Linked DNA regions of Mus musculus: region 2 is linked to region 1. A link is a contact called in public Hi-C data. All regions are on one chromosome and are shown on one strand. The core of a region is the stretch at or near the end of the contact, and the rest is flanking DNA. Distances in the headings are between cores, read along the strand shown.

What was found. Hi-C and Micro-C count contacts between places; a contact is called where the count stands out from the background.
Region 2: a Hi-C map of uterus shows a contact between it and region 1, with 1.9 times the contacts expected there. The contact joins two enhancer-like sites. A contact is called at or near these places in 6 of 39 promoter capture datasets (the 3T3-L1 cell line, hippocampal neurons, pre-B cells and 1 more), 14 of 484 Hi-C or Micro-C datasets (the AML12 cell line, the N1E-115 cell line, cerebral cortex and 9 more) and 5 of 115 datasets of contacts at active chromatin or transcription factors (the HPC-7 cell line, astrocytes, embryonic forebrain and 2 more).

Annotation. Positions count from the first base shown.
Region 1 is chr17:86,184,243-86,187,345 of GRCm38.p6, forward strand. The region is part of intron 1 of Prkce (protein kinase C, epsilon); the gene reads left to right. Among named protein-coding and RNA genes, the nearest start is that of Prkce, 18 kb to the left of the region's middle. Within about 2 kb of position 1,554, at least 102 of the 459 cell types and tissues checked have an H3K27ac peak or open chromatin away from gene starts, as enhancers often do. A contact at or near this core is called in the N1E-115 cell line and uterus, where this site is marked.
Region 2 is chr17:86,262,366-86,265,802 of GRCm38.p6, forward strand. The region is part of intron 1 of Prkce (protein kinase C, epsilon); the gene reads left to right. Among named protein-coding and RNA genes, the nearest start is that of Gm52296, 21 kb to the left of the region's middle. Within about 2 kb of position 1,841, at least 9 of the 459 cell types and tissues checked have an H3K27ac peak or open chromatin away from gene starts, as enhancers often do. A contact at or near this core is called in the N1E-115 cell line and uterus, where this site is marked.

The sequences.
Region 1 (3,103 bases), core at 304-2,803:
CATACACTTTAAAATTTGAAAAGGCAAAGAAACGTATTTTTACTTTGGGGTGATTTTCAATCATTTATTCATAATCTAGCATCACCTTTAAAGTTGTAATTATAATAATAGCATTACTGTTTCCAGTGCTGAGGATAGCACCCAAGGAGTCATGCATGCTGGGCAAGTGCCTTACAAATGACCTACAGCCCAGCCCTGCCGTCACTTGTTAAGGCTGTATTTGGTTGATAAAAAGATAAAAAAAAAAAATCAAGCAGAAGTCACAGAGTGCCCCTCACCATCACACAGTTTCCGCTACTGTAATTATTAATGAGTATGTATTTTAAAACTTAAAAGTTGTGAAGGATGCAGCAGAGGGCCAGATGTTGAAGCAGGTAATGCCATGGTTGGCATAGTGGTTAGCATAGTGCCAGGGTTTGTGTTAGACCAATGTGGGCTCTAGTCTGCTCCCCTCCCAGGCCACGGAACCAGCTCTGTCTATGACTGAAGGACCAATTGCATAACCTCTTTTATTTCTTCATCTGTAGCACAAAGCCTGCAGTATCTATCTAAGTGTGCTGTTTGGAATAAATAGCGTCGTGTATACACAGTGCTTAGAAAATGCTTGTCAGATGATAAGCACACAAAAATGTTAGTTATTAGAAGTCCATTGTGAAATGTAAATCGTGACTGCTGTGGTTTGAGACTGATTATGTTGTTAAGGAGGTGGCTTGATTGAATTCTGTGTGTGTGTGTCTGACTATCTCGTGGGTTTAGGGGTTGCCTTTCATCTAAGGGCTACTTCTTAGACAGATGGTAGTTCTCATTATAATGACTCGCATAGGAAGTGGCTGTGGTTTGCTGAGTTTGTATTTGCTGCCTGCTTTCAAGCATTTATCAGACAGTAGATGTTCACAGGGCGCTGCGTTCATAGCTAGCTTCTTTATTTTTCATCAGCCTAACACTGCCGCTAATGAGCTCTGTGACCTTAGGGGGGGGGGGAAGCTTGACTTCTTTGGTCTTAGAGGTCTTTGAATGTGAAGTGGGACAGTTGCATTGGGTCTAGTCATCTCACTGGGCTGTAGGCCCTTAAAAATGAGTATGTGTCACACACACACACACCTAAATTCTAATGAGGATCACTTTGGGAATTGGGGAAAGGACGGCATCTTCATCCGTGGTGTGTCAGTGAAGATCCAGAGGCGAGATGATGTCTCTTGGTAGGTACCAGACTCAGACGCACCTCCCAGGTTTGCCAGCATTTAGTTTTGTTTTGTTTTGTTTTGTTTTGTTTTGTTTTGTTTTGTTTTGTTTTGTTTTTTTCCAAACTGCCTGCATCACTCTTAACATTGCTGAGGTGAAGGTTTAAAATCTGCTTCTAGGATTCTGGTGCAGTAGAAGCCCCACCCCGCCTGCGGGGCAGCATGGGTTTCAGCCTCCGTATCCCTACATGGCTCTTTAAGAGTCTATCTTTATCACTGCTTATCATGACTGTGTGCAGACGCCTTGCAGCCCTTACAGCCAACTATTTCAGGGGAAAGGAGGGGGAAGACAGATAAGGCAAGGTTCTGAAACGGGCAGGGGAGGAGGGAGTGGAGTCATGTGGATGTCCCCTGGGGAGGGGAATTTGCAGCCCTGGCTTGGGCTGAGGAAGTTTGGAGTGCCTAGAGAGCGAGTGAGGCCCCCCCCCATGAAGCAGATTCACAGCTCAGACCTTGGCCCTGGCTGCATGAGCTCCAGTCTCAGCGCTGGTCCTGCTCTGCTCTGCCAGAGGCCTGGCACGATGGGGACACCCGTCATGGGCTATTGCGCCCCCATTTGAAAAGACTGGTATATCATCCGTCACAGGGAGAGCACGATGTGAACAAAAGTATCTCTTGGCAAGCAGAGTCTTCAAAACTTAAGACGCTTGTAGTAGAGACTACCTATTCCATCTTTAGTTTCTGGGTGCGCGTGCCCGTGTGTGTGTGTGTGTGTGTGTGTGTGTGTGTGTGTGTGTGTGTGATACTAATATATGTTAATATTCAGATGCCATTTGTCCTTTTTGGCCAGAGAGGTAGCCTTCGTCACTGTAAGGTTGACAGGTTCCTCTTTAACGGGATCTGGATTTTAGAGGACTCTGCATAGTTTATTTATACCTTTTCAAATTTAATCTTCCCTTTCTCTCTCTCTCTCTCTCTCTCTCTCTCTCTCTCTCTCTCTCTCTCTCTCCCTCTCTCTCTCTCTTTATTTTCTTGCTATCATTCTTTCCTGGAGATTGAACTCAGTCACTTAGAGACATTCAAGGTCTATTTAAAATAAATCTGACATGGCAATTTTAAATTTGAAGATAGAATGTTTCTAGGATAGTTACTCACAAGTACTGATATGCTGATCATATCATCATGCCTTGTGTGCAGATAAGTATTAGTTTCTGAAACCTGGGGGGGTGTTTTTGTTTTGGTTTGTTTTTGCATGTATATGTGTGTATATATTCACATGTGTGGGTGTGTATGAGGGGTCTATGTATATATGTGTGTAAATGCTTGTGGAGACCAGAGATGAATGGCAGGTGTCTTCCTTGGTCTTTCTTCACCTTCTATGCTGAAGAAGTGTCTCACTCGAACAGACTTTACCTACTTAGCTGGTCCCACCTTGTTCTGGGAAATCCTTTCTTTCTGCCTCCTAGATGCTGGGATTATAGGCAGCCACCATATCTGCCCAACAGTCACATGCACTCTGGGGATCCAAACTCTGGTGCTTACAGTCACACATGTGCTCTACCAAGCAAGGTATCTCCTTCGCTTACGTTCCAGTGTTTGTTTAAGTAATTATAGTAATATCTTTATTCTTAAGTTCCAACTTAGGGGTGTGTGTCTGTGGGGGGAGACAGATAGTGTACGAGAAGGGCTTCTCACCCCGACTGCTTTAAGGTGAATGAGATGGAGGTGAACAGATAAAAAAAGGGGGTTCCCTGCTCTTGGTGCCTCACACTTTCCATCTCAAACAGCTCCCTAAAGGCTGATATGTTAGGATTGTCCAGAGCGAGACAGGGAAAGGCTTCCCAGAGCGGTTGACATTGGCCTTGGTCCAAAAGATCAGGGAGGAAGGGTCAGATCTACATGCCTAGAACATGCTTCTTTGC
Region 2 (3,437 bases), core at 591-3,090, 78 kb after region 1:
TGCTGAGTATCTGATGCCGATATGTAGGCTGAGCCCATTCCGTTCACAAGGTAATCATGGAGAGCCTTCAGTTGTCTTTCTCCGTCCCATCTTCCATCAGAGGTAGGCCTGAATATCCCCACCACATCAGCACTGACAAAATTACTCCTTCCTTCTAGAAACATCCGCAGCTCCTCATTCCTAGGGCAGAGAGTTCTGAGTCTTTAACTGGGCACTGAGGCGTTCTGCATGTCTCTCGCCTTCCTCTTTGGTTTCCCTTCCGATGTTCATCCTGCTCCTCCCGTGTGAATTCCAAGTCCTCCTTGGTGGTGCCTGGGTCCCCTGTGCTGCTTCCCAACTCCATCCAACCTCTGTGTCATAGCTCAGGTGCTTCTCTGTTGGGAATGAACTCCCACTCAACAGCGTCAGGCAGAGCTCAGCTCCCCGTCCCTTCCCATCCCATCCCTTCCTGTCCCTTCCTGTCCCTTCCCCTGAGGTTTTCACCTGCTGTAACTCATGAAGTACATGTTGGAGATAGTACGTCATCCATGGTAATATCTGATGTCTGTGGGTGATGTCTGATAATTGTGCAGAGTTTACCATCCTCATATCCTATCAGGACCATTTACACACATCTGCTTTCCTAACTAGGCTGCAAATTCCTTGTGGGCGCCCTATGCCTCTTTAACCTCTATAGAGCCCTATTTATCACCCGACCTGGGAAAAGCTTTCCTAGTATTTATGAAATTGAAATCAAATGCTATCCACCTATGCAATATCGTATACGTATTATTAGATACCATAATACTTTTCTATTTCACTTATGTATACTGATACCATATATAAAATCTCACTTGCCATCCACTACTAATTGGATTTCTAAACAGTTGCTGCGTGTAGCACTGGGCTCCTCTAATCACATCAAAGAAGACAGTTCTCCGAAGGAGGCTCTTCCACAGCACTTAACACTCGGTTGGTGAGACAGAATTTGATTAATTCCTCCCTGATGAATGTAATTGACTTGAAACTTCACCAAAACAACGTTTTTGACAATACAAAGGAGTGAAAATCTCCTTTTATTAACCTCTGGATGTTCTTCTCCCTCCTCCCTCCAGACCAACCACTGCGAGCACTGAAACACGTCTCTCTCTGATGCAACAACTAGTGTTTACTGAGTGGTTGCCGTCCGCCATCTCTTCACCCAGCTTCACCCAGGTTCTACCATTCCTATTGTGAGGCAGATGGTATTGTCTCCATGCTATCAAACAGGAAAGAGAGGCTTGGAGAAGTTAATTTATCCAAAGCCACGAGGCTTGTGATTAGAGTATCTACTAGCTGGAGGGTCGTAACTCTCTGTTAGAGGTTTTCTCCTCATCTTCTTTCCCATTTGCATGGAGACAGCCCACCTGTACCTCTCGTCATATTTTGTGGCCCATCTCCAACATGGAAACCCAGGGGAGCTGGGATCTTGCCCCCATAGATTGTGCGCTGTCAAAACAATCACATCGCCTCTTTGGGCCTGATTTTTTTTTCAATCTGTGAATCCAAGAGCTGGTTTCAGTAATCTCCATTATTCATCAAGAACATTCTGTGATTTTTTTTTTTTTTTTTTTAGGAATTAAACACCAAAGCGAGGACTGGCTTTTCTGCAGGCCCTCCCCTCTCCTCCTGCACCTGCAGGCATATTATCTTTCATAGCGCTCAGGCAGGCGGTCAAGTCACCCTGACCCAGGTACCTCCCTGCACCTCCACAGGCCTGCAGAAGCTGCCAGGCAGCCGAGGGAAAGGGAGAGGCCTGTGGGGTGTACTGAAGAGCAGGGACTTAGTGGGTTATGTAAGCCATTTATGATCCCATCTAGTCTAGCAGTGCTTGTATCCTTTGAACAGCAGGCGGGGCTCCTGTTGTTTACAGGGCTTCTTGGAGCATAGGTTTAAGAGGAGGGTCCTGAAGGTTTATGGGTGCTCCCCGAGGGCATACATGTTTAACCAGGGTTGTAGCTTTTCCCTTTCTTCCTCCACCAGCTTTCCTGGCTAAGGCAAAGATTGTAGGGCTAAATTTATCTGAGCTCCATATGGGATGTATATACCTCTGCCATTTGTATGTTAGGCACTGAGTCATGTCTGGGTCACCTGGCACCACGGGGACCGGTGAGCCCAGAATCACAACAAAGGTAATTAAGACAGACTTCTGCGTCCCACCCACCCCAGAGTTTCTGACTTAGGTCTGGGTCGGAGCTTGATATTTCCATACCGGGAGATATGGGTCCAGGAATGATCGATCACATGAGGACAACCAGTGTGCTAGAGAGGTTCTACAAAGATGCTTACATCACGTCACCAAACTGAGACTAGACATGGAGACGTTTCTGGCCACGTTTTCAGATGGAATCGATTTACTGAAATCTTAATAAACAAAAGGAGGGTTTGTGTCTTCTTCACATAAAGTCATCATCATGGCTGTTGTGATCATGGTTAGCTGTGCTTTAGGGTGCCCCGAGACCACCATGAGGCTGAGCCAACCTGACTGAGTTGTACATTTTACACTCACAGACGGTTCCTTTATACCCCACTGCCTCTCTCTCCCGGGTGATGGGTTGCTAGGACTTTCCCCCTACCTAGAGCTTCAATTAAAACCTTTGCTTTCATTTATGTGTCTGGCTGTTTGGGCCGCATGTGTGTCTGCACATCATGTTCATGCAGGGCTCCGAAAGCTAGAAGAGGGTGTTGGATCCCTTAGGACTGGAGTTGTAGCCAGTCCTAGGGTGCTGGCACTCAAAAATGGGTCTTCTTGAAAAGTAGCCTATGCTCTTAACTGCTGATCCACCCCACTTTTCTAGTTTAAATGTTCATACCTATAAAAGCAAGGAGAATTGAACAATAAACTCAGGATTCCCATCAATTGGACCTTTAACACTGCTGTCTCTTATTTCTTCACAAGTGTTCTACAGCCATTTCCAGACATCCCCACCCTCCCCTCCCAAGTATTTCCCACAAATGGGACACTTTTTTTTTTGCATAACCACAAAGCCATGACCACAACTAACAAGTCCAACAAGAGTGTCTAAGTATTATTTGAATATTTAATATTCAATCCACACTCACATCTCCCAAGTTTTTTTTTTTTTTAAATCCATTTCAGTTGAATATATGGCAAGACATATGTGCACATTGCCTTCATTGCTAAGTACTTTTCCTTTTGAAATATTGCCTTCAGGGGTAGGAGTGAGGTCTACAATATTCAGAATAGACCCAGAGCGAATGAAATGTCTTTGAAGTAGTAACAGCAGTTGTGGGGTTGGATGATTCTGAGGCAGGGGCCATGAGCTCTTTCTATTGCTTGTTCGGCAAATTTTGTTTCACTCCATTTTCTGTGACCTGGAAAGACAGAGAGGCTGGAAATATGACTTTTAGATCCATGAGTATCTCTTGTGTGGAATTTATGGATGTGTTGGAATTTA